3 separate regions of the Callithrix jacchus genome follow, and all the other regions are linked to region 2. Evidence: chromatin contacts called from public Hi-C data. All regions are on one chromosome and are shown on one strand. The core of a region is the stretch at or near the end of the contact, and the rest is flanking DNA. Distances in the headings are between cores, read along the strand shown. Region 1 overlaps CCDC146 (coiled-coil domain containing 146). Region 2 holds the start of FAM185A (family with sequence similarity 185 member A). Region 3 overlaps GSAP (gamma-secretase activating protein).

Region 1 (3,715 bases), core at 316-2,815, 130 kb after region 2:
AGATGTGGAGGTGAAACACAGTGACTTTGATCCTGACCTTGTGTAGGCCGAGGCTAATGTGTATGTTTATGTCTTTGTTTTTAACAAAAGTGTTGTAAAAGTAAAAAGAAATTTTAAAACCTTACAGAAAAGAATATAAAGAAAGAAAATATTTTTATACAGCTCTACAATGTTTGTATTTTAAGCTGTGTTATGAGCTAAAAGCTAAAAAAAATGTTTTGTAAAGTAAAAAAGTTGATTTATCAAAGAAAAATATCTTTTATAAATGTAGTGATGTGGTGTAGCCTAAGTGTCTAGCGTTTATAAAGTCTACAGTAGTGTGGAGTAATGTCCTAGTCTTTCACATTCACTCACCACTCACTCACTGACTCACTCTGAGCAACTTCCAGTCCTGCCACCTCCATTCTTGGTAAGTGTCCTATATAGGTGAAACATTTTCTATCTTTTATGCCAAAATTTTACTGTGTGTTTTCTTTGTTTAGGTACGCAAATACTTATTGTATTACAATTGCCTATGGTACTCAGTACAGTAACCTGCTATGCAGGTCTATAGTCTAGGAGCAATAGGCTATACCACATAGCCTAGATGTGTAGTAGGCTACACCATGTAGATTGTGTAGGTGCACTGCATGATGTTCACACAATGATAAAGTTGCCTAACGGATTTCTCAGAACATACTCCCATTGTTAGGAGACACATGAGTGTACATGATACAGAAGCAAATTCCCTCAACACCCTCCCACTGACCTCCTTCCCCCTGGAAAAAGTAGATATTTCCATCCCCACATAAAAATAAAGAGATGAAGTCAATGAGAGAGAACAATTCATCCACATACACAGATGATATTTGTCAGACCGGCACAACAAACTCACAGCGAGTGTCTAGATAATAGAAGCCCAGATAACTAGCACTCCTCCACCCTAATATCTTCAGGAACTTCTGAATCATTGGCAACTACTAAGAACAACATATTGTTCAAATACTCTACGGAAAGGATTTTACTGTGTAATTTTATCGATTTGTGTGTGTGTGTGTGTTCACATAACATGTAACTCTTGATAAATGTTAATAAATCTGATTAGGTGATTGGTTAGTAATTAAATCTGTTGCAGTACTTTCTGTTTCTGGGTTAATATTTATGACTTGATAAGCATGCAGTTCAGGAAATAATAGGTAATCTATTTAAAGTTAAATGAATACATTGTAAATTAAAAAATAATTAAATCAATACTGTTGAACTATTTTTTGAAACAAAACAGGAGTACTTACCTTTCTAAACAGTTTGAGAAGATTTTTCAGTACTCTCTTCAACCTTTGTCTTGCCTTGACTTTATTACCTTTTGGGGTTTCCCTGTTTTCTAGTAATTCCTAAAATTTGGACAGCAAATACATTGTGTCTTTCATGCTAACTCTGACTCATTCTGACCAGCCTTGGTCAGTCAGGGGAAACAAGGCTGTGGTCAGCTGGCACTGTCTGCTGTACTGTGAACACGGAGAGTGGGGACACTCGGACCGCACACGTGCAGGGCTGTCCTGATGTGACCCTGACCTTAGTGACAGTTTGCTCTCCCATGGCTGGTTCCTGTGATCTTTATTGCACATTCAGGGATTATTAGTTGTTTTTCATTGTTGGTCCAGTGATAACGGCAAGTTGGAAGCAAGAAACAGCAGATCTGGTAAGAAAGGAAAGGAGGAATGATCTTAGCAATGCATCTGGAATTCCAGAAAATTAGAATGGGACAGAGGGGCATGTAGGTACTCAGGACTAGTCACAAGGAAAAACAGCTAGAACAGATTTTACCTTAACGTGTAAAAAAAAAAAAAAAATCTTTGCTCTTCTGTGGCAACAAATATCTTTAAAAACTAGCATAGAACAGGTTTCTCAGAATGTTTCTCATAACTCAAAGAGAAGCACCTGAGATACTTGCTTGAAAGGCAGATCCCACCCAAAAAGTAATGATTATGATTTTTGCCCAAGCCTACCAGCCCCAACCCTAAGCGACAATTGCTTATGTGATTCTGACTCACATTACAGTTAGAGGACTATGGGTTCCAAAGGTGGTTCTCAGCCCTGACTGCAGGTCAGTCACCTGAGTCTTCTCTCAGTGATCATTCAGTTTATGCGTAAACACTTTCAGTGACAGGAAGCTCTCAGCCTCCCATCATTCCAACTTTTGAAATGCTCCTACACTTAAATGGTTATTGGATTTGTTCAGAAACCTACCTTCTTTCACCCATCCGTGCTGGTTCTACTCCTGTGGTGAAAGATGCCTCTCACACGTCAGCATATCAGGCTTCCTCCTGCATTATCTCTTTACTCATAGATCCTTAAAACCAAAAACCTTTGACATGATTTCAGTTAGAATTCTCTTGCTTTAGAAAGGAAGTAAATCCTAAGGAGCTTTGAGGTCAAAGCACCCCTTAATCAGGAAAGCTGAAAAATGTCAGTTTTAAGTTTTGTTTGTTTATTCGGTTTTTTGAGAGGAGTCTCACTGTTGCCCAGGCTGGAGTGCAATGGCAGTTGGCTCACTGCAACCTCCGTCTCCTGGGTTCAAGCTATTCTCCTGCATCAGCCTCTCAAGTAGCTGGGATTACAGGCACCTGCCACCACACTTGGCTAGTAGTTTTGTATTTTTAGTATAGGTGGGGTTTCACTATGTTGACCAGACTGGTCTCAAACTCCTGATGTCATGATCTGCCCACCTTGGCCTCCTAAAGTGCTGGGATTATAGGCATGAGCCACCATGCGCAGCCAAGTTTTAATGTGAGTGTGAAAGGTTAGGAGTTAATACATACCAGGAGGCACAAAAACAAAAACATGATTTTGCCCCAGTAATCCCATGTAAAAGTGATAACCCAGAAGGAGAGAAAAAGATGTAACGCATAAAGATGTTTATGATATTTATAAAAATGAAAAATTGGAAACAATCTGAACTCTAAAAAATTGTGGGATATTTAAATAATCCATTCCAGAAATATCTTGATACTGAACCTCTGTAGCCAGAGCTGTATCCATATGCCAGTTTAGCTTTGACTGTGACTTTGGAAGTTATTTAACTCCTCAGTTTCTGCATTTGTGCAAGCAAACCAACAATTCCTACTTAGCAAGGTTGTTAATTTTAGATGTGATACATTTAAAGCACCTGGCACAGCATATGTTCAGCATATGATAAATAATATTTAATATTATTTTATTATGATACATACACCCAATAGAAAACCTTGAAAATAGCTATTATTAATTATCAAATCTGTTTAGCAACTTAGGAAAATATTTTAATTAATCATTAGGTAAAAATGGATTCAACCATGCATACACATTTAAAATAAGTTTATTAAAAGATATTAGGGAAAATAAAAATGATCAACCATGTGTGATGGAATAAGATTATGATCATTAAAAATAGAAAAAATACATTCCTTTTAGAGGAAATAAGTCAGTATTTCTTAATTTTAAAAAAGTATGACAGAAATCTAGTAAGTTTAAATGTCCCAAAGAATGAGTCATTTTATGTTTGTTCAAACAAAACGAACAAAAAAAAGACTATAAGTCACATCTTGTGAAAGAGCTTGCTGTCATCATTTTGAAATTCAGAAATACTCAGGTTGCCTTTTGAACAAAAAGATGGCAGCACGCTACCACCCCCTGGTGGCAGCTTGCCTGAGGTTTAGGATCAATATCTAGGAAGTAAAATATCGCTAATGCATATGCA
Region 2 (3,899 bases), core at 1,132-3,631:
AAAAAATGAAAATATTACCATTGCAGCTATATCACAAGGTATTTGAAGTAAATTTTAAAAATGGGAACAACTTTGAAAAACATAATATATACTATTAAAACCACAAGATTAGGCTATATATACTATTAAAACCACAAAATTACACCATGCCTGTAATCCCAGCACTTGGGGAGGCCAAGGAAGGAGGATTGCTTGAAGCCCAGGAGTTCCAGACCAGCCTGGGCAATGTGGCAAAATTCCATTTCTACAAAAGTAAAAACATTTGCCATGCATGGTAGCATGCACCTGTAGTCCCAAGTACTCAGGAGGCAGAGGTGGGAAGATCGCTTAAAACCGTGAAGTCAAGATTGCAGTGGGCCATGTTTACGCCGCTGAATACCAGCATGCGTGACAGAGTAAGACACAGTGTCAAAACAAACAAAAAAACCCCAACAGTAATCTCTTGTGGACAAAAGACAGTGGTATATGAAGAAAGTTTGGAAAATAAGGAATCACAATGCCATCCTTGGCTGTCTATTTAAGATGTAACTGCAGGCATCTCTGTATACAAATTTTAAAAATTAAAAACACTGATATTAATTTGGAATTCACATATATATTGATGATTTCTCTTACACTGGACAAGAAGCACCCACCCCACCCCACCATGCCTGAACCACAGATAGTACCACATCCTATATAGTCTATGTTTTTTTCTTATATATATGTATATCAGTGATCAAGTTTAATTTATAAACTAGGCATAGTAAGAGATTAACAACAGTAATAGAGCAATTATAACAACATACTCTAATAAAAGTTATGTGAATGTGATCTGTCAAAATATCTTAATATTTTCCTGTAACAGTTGAGGCAGGTAACAAATTGAGAAATCCAAACGGTGCATAAGGGAGGACTACTGCATCTACTTTTTGGTGCAACTGTAAGCATTATAAAAGATGATCTTAAAAATGCTAAATGTCATTATTATCATCATTATCATCATCATCATCATTAATACCTTCCCTCAGTCCCAGGAAGAATGAATCATCATCATCATCATCAATATCTTCCTTCAGTCCCAGGAAGAGTGACAGTCTGGGGAGCCCTTCCTAGAAAAGTGTGTGTACACAGTGCCTTGCCATTTAGGAAATAACGTACAACCCCAAAACCTAGGAAACGTATCTTGCAGCATTACTATTTAAGTTTCTTAGGCAGGCTTACCACATGTTTTTCTTCAAAGCTTGCTACTCATGGAGAACTTAGGCCAAAAGGAATGGAAACATAACAGTAAAAAGCTAGGCTGCCTGTCTAAAACCAAATACTCAAACCAGGTAATACATAGAACATCTTATTGGCAGGGCTGTTTGGGGACAGACTCCCAGGCTGTGAGCAAGAGGAAATGTAGATGGACTTCCATACCATTGAATGGATTGTCAAGAAACCTCAACCTTGAAAAATAAGCCACTTTGTTAATGACAATGGGATAAAGGAGAACACAAGAAGCTCCACAAATGTAATTTGACCTGGATTATACCAAATCATGTTTCCATTCGATGGATAAAATTTCTATAATTGGGAACCTAATTTTTAAATACTGCTCAGATACTCAAGAACAGAACAGAGGAAAAGGTGCACTTCCGAAGGCGTCAACTGTAAATTAGGTTTAGAAAGCCAGGATCAATTAAAAGTGCACGTCTACCAAATTTAATGAGTTCACTGTGCGTGCGCTGTAACCCAAACCCGTTTTCACTTTACTTGCCAAACTTCAGGGGCGCGTTCACCTCCACGGACGTTTGGGGGTCGATACTATCAGACACGATGGCCATCTCCTCAAGAGTCTCGTCGTACTTCACCAACAAGCTATCCAGGACCCGCCGCTCACCGTCCTCCAGGCCGCACACCGCGACCAGCACTCGGTCGCCATCCGGGTAGGTGAGGGGGTCCAGGGGCCTCACGGCCAGGTGGCATGGGAGCCGCGCCCGCAGCCGACCGAATGGGCTCACCTGCAGCGTCCACTCCTTCAGAGTCCGTCGCGCCGGGCCAGGAGGAGGGACCTCAGCCTCCGATCCTGGCCAGCGCTCCCCCCGACCTGAGCCGTACGGCCTGGCTTGGCACTCCCGGCAAGACCAGCGCCCAGCGCCAGCCCATAGTCGGACCTGACGGAGACTGAGGCAGCCAAGCTCCCAGCCTGAGCAAGGGGCGAGCATGGCGCGCCCTTCTGGCCCGTCCTCAGAACACTTCAACCACAGAGAGGGTCACTTGCCACAGCCAATCGACTTATCTGCTGTGATGTCTCCAGTGAAACAGGAGACGTCTGTCACGGTTTAAATGAAGCAAGCACTAGCTCGCTTGCTGGAGGCGATTTAAAGATCCGCCAATCAATCCTCAGAGGCAAGTTCGAATTTGAAAGCTCTAAACTCTGACCCGGACTTCTTGCCTACTCCCGCCCCTTTCGCTAAGGTCGACGGGATAAGTAGTTCTAAAGGTTGAAACGTCGCAGAGCTCTGGCATCTTAGAAACCACATATCCCAGGAGGCAATGCGCAGAGGAGACAGGGTAAGAAAGCAGGTGTTAGACTCGCTGGAAAGGCGCGTGCCCTTTGCCTCAAGACCATTGGCCATTGGAGGGGCGGTTCTTGGAAGTCCAACTGGCCAATGGAAGGAGCGGAAAGGACAACGAGCGTAAAGTTGCGTAGTCACCTTGGATACCAAGGACGCGACTTCTTGTTTGGAGAGGTGAAGCTTTGGAGTGAGACTCAGGAGGCCAAATCCCAAAGAGGAAAATAGAAGCCTAAATAAGGATCAGGACCAAGGGAAGGGGTAAGAAACTGTGCTTCTAAAGATGACAACTAGGTGCAAACTAGGAGTAACCTCTGTGGATGTCAAGACGCACGCTTCACTAACCTAGTGGGGGCGTCCCCCGGGGGATGGAGAATGCCTTGGCAAAAGAGTGAAGAGCCAAATTGGTGCTTTTGGACGGAATTGCCTCATTGGAGGTGTACTCCCTCCTGTATTCCAAATATAGAAATAGAGTATTGGCTCCTTCCTGACCCTAAGTGACCTTACTTTGAGTTTTAATTGCTCACTTTAAAAATGAAGATTATAATACCTTCCTTGCCATGCCTCAAAAAGGGTTTTTGTAAGGATCAAGTAAGAAAATGGATGGGAATATGGTGCACAGTCTACAAAATTACCATGTAAAGTACTATATTTTTATTTCAATGTTCTTAACATTGATTCTGAGTTACCAAGAAAATTATGAGAGATCAGAACTTGTTTTGAGAATAGCATTGATCTCTTTAACTGCAAATGATCCTCAGTTTTGTTGTAGAGTCTTAAAAAAAAGACACACACATAAAAGAGAGTCACCGTGGTGCGGTGGAAAGTGCAGAGACAAGAGTCAGATTATTTTCCTGGTTCCACCACTGCTTTATCTGTGTCACCTAGACCTGTCTATTTAGTTTTAAAATGAAGAAAGATGGTCCTAAATTATAAGGAGTGTGTGTGTGTGTGTGTGTGTGTGTGTGTGTTTACCTTTTGTAATTCTATGACCAGTAAAATAATGGGAACAAAACGATTTATTTTCTTCTTTCCTGCCTGATTTCTCTCTCCCCTTGTGTGCGCCTTACTTCCTCCTAAAAATTATTCCCTAATTATTTAGCCAAGAAACCTGCAAGGCTGATCTTTCTAAAATGTAAGTTCCTTAAAAAATTGAACCCCCTACAATGACCAGAATTCCTGGGGCTACTGTGATAGATAGACTGGGCTGAAGTCCTTATGGGTTCAACTCTCATGTTCTCTGCTAGCCACTACCTTTTTAAAAATTCAGTGCTTTCTTAACTTATCATTGCCTCTTTTCTGCCCTTTTAGTCCTTCCTCCTTCCTTATTCTTCCTTCAGTGAAGACTCACTGATTATA
Region 3 (4,230 bases), core at 416-2,915, 230 kb after region 2:
AGTCTTTTCCCCTCATCTTAGGGTCCCTTGTTTGCCAGCCCCTAAAGAACCCACATACCACTTACCAGCCCCATGAGCAGCCGCTGGTGGCTGTCCTCCTCCTGCAGGAGGGGCGTCAATCTTGGCTCTGAAAGGAAACAGAGCAACAGTCAAGCTCTGAGCAGTTTTCAGGAGATGGATTAGGACAGAGAATAATCAGCCTGGGTTTCCCTTCTCTGAGTCATTGAGAAAACACAACACTTCCCTGACAGGATGAAAAGTTTTTATCACCTAAGTGTGACCTAGTCCTACAAGCTGAATTATCACTGAGTTGACACAGAAAGGAATGTGAACACATGAGGAATGACCGAGTAAACAACACATTCCTCAACCCACCCCAGTAGGCTCTAACTTTGCTTTTTGCTCAACACTAAAACTCACTGCTAAGAACCTCTGCTCCACTGGAAACAGAGGGACTTGGGCCTTCTCTTAACCCTTCTAGGGTCATAAACTGAGAGACTGGGGCTAGGTGGAAGGGAGTTGCATGGCTCCCTTCTACTTTATGACCCCGGTAGTTCAGTGGCTTTGGGAGTTACTGAGCTGAGGGGACCAGTCAATTACTGTGGCAAGTAATACTAACTGGCACAAGTTTTCAGACTGTAAAGGTAGCTAGGACCCAGTGGAAAAGTAATAAGTTAAATCAAATCGTACTTTCTCCACCATGATTTGCAATGCACAAGCAATTTACACTAGAGTGTAGTAGCTCCAGGGGCAGGTAAACCCAGTCTTGCTGAAAAATCTAACCCAAAGCGCTTCTAACATCTTCGTATTCAATTCTTTTTTTGGGGGGGGGGGAGGGGGAGAAAGTTGTCCCTTGATCTTTTTTTTTTTTTTTTTTCAATTCTTTTTTCCTTAAATACTTGAGATCCAGTGCCAGGCAAGAGGGCAGAGCCGCCCTGCTCAGTGGGCTGGCAACTCCTTCTGGGAGGGCATGGATATCTCCTGACCACCTATAATAAATCCTTCCTGGATCCTACACAACCCCCATGATTGATATGAAACAATTTAAAATGTGAATCCAACAGCCCTGCATTTCACAGAACGTTCGGTTTCAGGCAGTGACATTCTTCATGGGGAACTAGTACACGTGTACATGTGTACATGGGGAACAAAGCACGTGTAAGGAAAGGGAAGAGTTTTCCTAAAGTGCGTTAAGAGAGACTGACTAGTTAACAGAATGCAAACGGCCCTGACACACAGAGTAACTCCATAAGCAGGGCAGGAACCTCGACCAGACCAGCAACATTCCCCGTGTTGCAAAACCCCCAGCAATGCAAGGACGGTAAGCCTGAATCACACGCATGCATGCCCCAAGCTTCAGTCATGGATGGCCTGGTAAGGCAGAGGCTGATTCCTCCCGGCTGCTCAGTGAGCCCAGGTTCTGTCAGCCTGAGCTGGATGACAGGTGCGCTGTCACAGTTCACTGGGCTGTGTGCACAGCTGCAGGATATGCAACAATGCACTGTGTAAACTAGTTTCCATTACAGTCACCCAACATCCAAACCCATAAAACACGAGTGGGATATAAAAACAGCAGCTTATTTAATGAAGGCTGACCTTCAGAAGGCATGAAAGTGTTCTTTTGGCAACTACAAATAAGCCTGTGCCTGAATATGCTCAGCATTCTCCTCCCCTGGTTTCACCTGGCCAAGTCCTCCTTGTTTATCAAGACTTAATTCACATGTCAACCCTGCGGGGAGCCTCTTCCAACCTCCCTCCCTCCTCCAGCCATCCCTGCTCCTGATCTATCCTCTCACTCTCTGCATCCACGGGTCACATAATACCTGTCATTTGGTGTAGAAGGCACACATTAACATTTCTTCCTTACACACTAAGGATAAAGCAGCCACCTCAGATACCCGCATGCACTAAGCACTGTGCTAGGTGCTATCTGCATTACCCAGTTAGCATCATTTTCTCCTCACTCCCATGAGCAGGACAATGCACAAAATGGATAAGTGACTTGCCCAGGAGCACATGGTTCTCATGTGGCCATGCTGGAATCGAAGTCCAGCTCTGTCTAGCTCTCAAGCCTGTGCTCTTTCCCCAGAACCACATCTTTATGCCTCTAGGACCTGTGTGCCCAACTTTTAACCAAAATGAGAGGCACATACAAGGCAAGACCCAGCAGGATCAGACAGCTGGAAAGCAAGCAGTGCCAAGCCAAGGGAATTGCTAAAATGCATCCTGTGGGCACAGCCAGAGGGCAATAAAGAGAACCACAGGGCCATCACCCAGGGACTCCCACAGCAAAAGCACATTCAGCAACTGTCCCCAGAGGTCCCGGCACCCAGACAGACATGGGAAGAGCTGTGCGGCCACTCTAAGAGGAAGATATTAAAGGAAATCACTTCCACACTACTGGAAGTGATTTTCTTGCCAACCCACAGTGGTAGGAAGAACAGCACTACAAACAGAACACGGACTGAAACCAAGAAGGCTTTATTACAGATCTTTTCTTACCCAAATTTCTTGCTTCTAGGTTAGAGATCACCCTATGAAGAAATTAGCCATGTTATTCACAGAGCACTGCTTTTAAAAAATTTAAAGCCACATCATACAAAGATATCCTCCTTTAAAATTTCATAAAAACCACTGTGGAAACTATTCTCAGGCTGTTGAAACCTCAAAAGCTTTGATCAGTGTATTAAAAAGCACATTAGGCAATCATAAAATCTCAAAACCCTTTAGTGCCAACAACGACAATAATTTAGAACAATTGTAGCTCTCAGTTATTGAAAATAATGGGGAGAGAAAATGGAACACAGGTTGGAACAGAGCCTATACTTTTAGCACTCTGAAATGACTCATGTATCCCAAAAATGGGCTTTCAAAATAAGAGCAAGCTCACTAGCCCACTGACACTTCAAAAAAAAAAAAAAAAAAAAAGTCAACCTACTATTTGCCGTTCTCTCCTAAAATGCTCACTAACAGGAAATTTACTACGTATCCATTGCAAACATCTATCCACAGGTTACAAGTCTACAAGGTTTAATATATAAGCTTTTCCCACTAGAAATTCCAGCACCAAATTCCAGAATAGGATCCAAGTGGCTGCATGCATGAAGCTGACAATATCATTATGCTGGGGCTATGCAACAAAGTAAGCGATTTCTATAAAAGGCAGCCAACAAAATAAAGTAATTCTAACTGTTAATCATCTTACTATACTATACCCTCTAATTTCACTTACTTTATCGCATTATCAAGAATATTCCTCACATATGCCGTGGACCTTCTTTTTCCTGTTTTCTATGAGTGAGAATACATCAGGAATGCGGAAGGTAAAGGTTTTAATGGGTGACTTTTCACATCAAAGATATAATGCAATACAGTTAAGAACATCAGAGAGAAGAAATATACTTTCCAGATAATTGGAACACCTTTTTTTAAAGAAACTTTTATTCTAAAGCAATGACAGATTCACAGAAAACTATGAGTCAACTATAAACTATACACAACGCTAATCTACATTCAGCGATACTACAGAGAGAGATCCAACGTACCCTCCACCCGGTCTCCTCCAGTGCTTCTATTTCACATAACTAGAGCACAGTATCAAAAGCAAAATTGACATTGGCACAATGTATGTGTGTCATTCTATGTCATTTTATCACGTTTAGATTCATCTCCCAACGTACCACCACAATCAAGATACAGAATTCTTTGATCACCACCAAAGATTTCCATGTCACCCCTGGATAGTCACATTCACTTTTCTCCCTCCAACTATCCCCAACCCCTAATGACCACTAATTTGGGAACATCTAGATTTTTTTAAATCAAATTTTAACTAATTAAGTAACCTGGGAACACAGCTGAGACGTGGATATTAATCGTACTTCTACTATGAATGCGTGGTGTATCCCTTAACCCTTCTGCCCTTCAGTTTCCTCCCTGGGAGAACAGAGATCGTAGAAGCACCTCCACCTATTGAGATCAGTAGTGACAATGTTCAAGTCCCTGGCAACTGGGAAGAGGGGTGCACATGGAAGCCAGTCTTATGATTTAAGGGCATTGCCTGGATCCAGCCCCCTATGCCTGGCTGCTGGCTTTGTTCTCACTGACCCACTCATACCTCTTCAGAGATCAGGTTGTGCCACTCTCTCCTGACCACACTGTTGTTATAGTGGAAGTGTGGCTTTGCATACTTGACATTTTCTAGGTTGGAGTTCAATGTTTCCCAGTAGC

The links. Hi-C and Micro-C count contacts between places; a contact is called where the count stands out from the background.
Region 1: a contact with region 2 is called in a Hi-C map of induced pluripotent stem cells, with 8 times the contacts expected there. The contact joins the enhancer-like site here to the promoter of FAM185A in region 2. A contact is called at or near these places in 2 of 3 Hi-C or Micro-C datasets (induced pluripotent stem cells and skeletal muscle).
Region 3: a contact with region 2 is called in a Hi-C map of skeletal muscle, with 13 times the contacts expected there. The contact joins the enhancer-like site here to the promoter of FAM185A in region 2. A contact is called at or near these places in 3 of 3 Hi-C or Micro-C datasets (induced pluripotent stem cells and skeletal muscle).

The regions. Positions count from the first base shown.
Region 1 is chr11:72,922,816-72,926,530 of calJac240_pri, reverse strand. The region is part of intron 5 of CCDC146 (coiled-coil domain containing 146); the gene reads left to right. Among named protein-coding and RNA genes, the nearest start is that of FGL2, 56 kb to the left of the region's middle. Within about 2 kb of position 1,565, at least 4 of the 16 cell types and tissues checked have an H3K27ac peak or open chromatin away from gene starts, as enhancers often do.
Region 2 is chr11:73,053,422-73,057,320 of calJac240_pri, reverse strand. It overlaps FAM185A (family with sequence similarity 185 member A), which reads right to left and starts at 2,381. Exons shown (of 9, transcript XM_054237860.2): 1 at 1,742-2,381. The coding sequence starts at 2,189. The region is part of intron 2 of CCDC146 (coiled-coil domain containing 146); the gene reads left to right.
Region 3 is chr11:72,827,001-72,831,230 of calJac240_pri, reverse strand. GSAP (gamma-secretase activating protein) reads right to left here. Exons shown (of 37, transcript XM_078343041.1): 26 at 4,118-4,230; 27 at 3,233-3,291; 28 at 2,503-2,534; 29 at 66-127. Among named protein-coding and RNA genes, the nearest start is that of FGL2, 150 kb to the left of the region's middle. Within about 2 kb of position 1,665, at least 5 of the 16 cell types and tissues checked have an H3K27ac peak or open chromatin away from gene starts, as enhancers often do. A contact at or near this core is called in skeletal muscle, where this site is marked.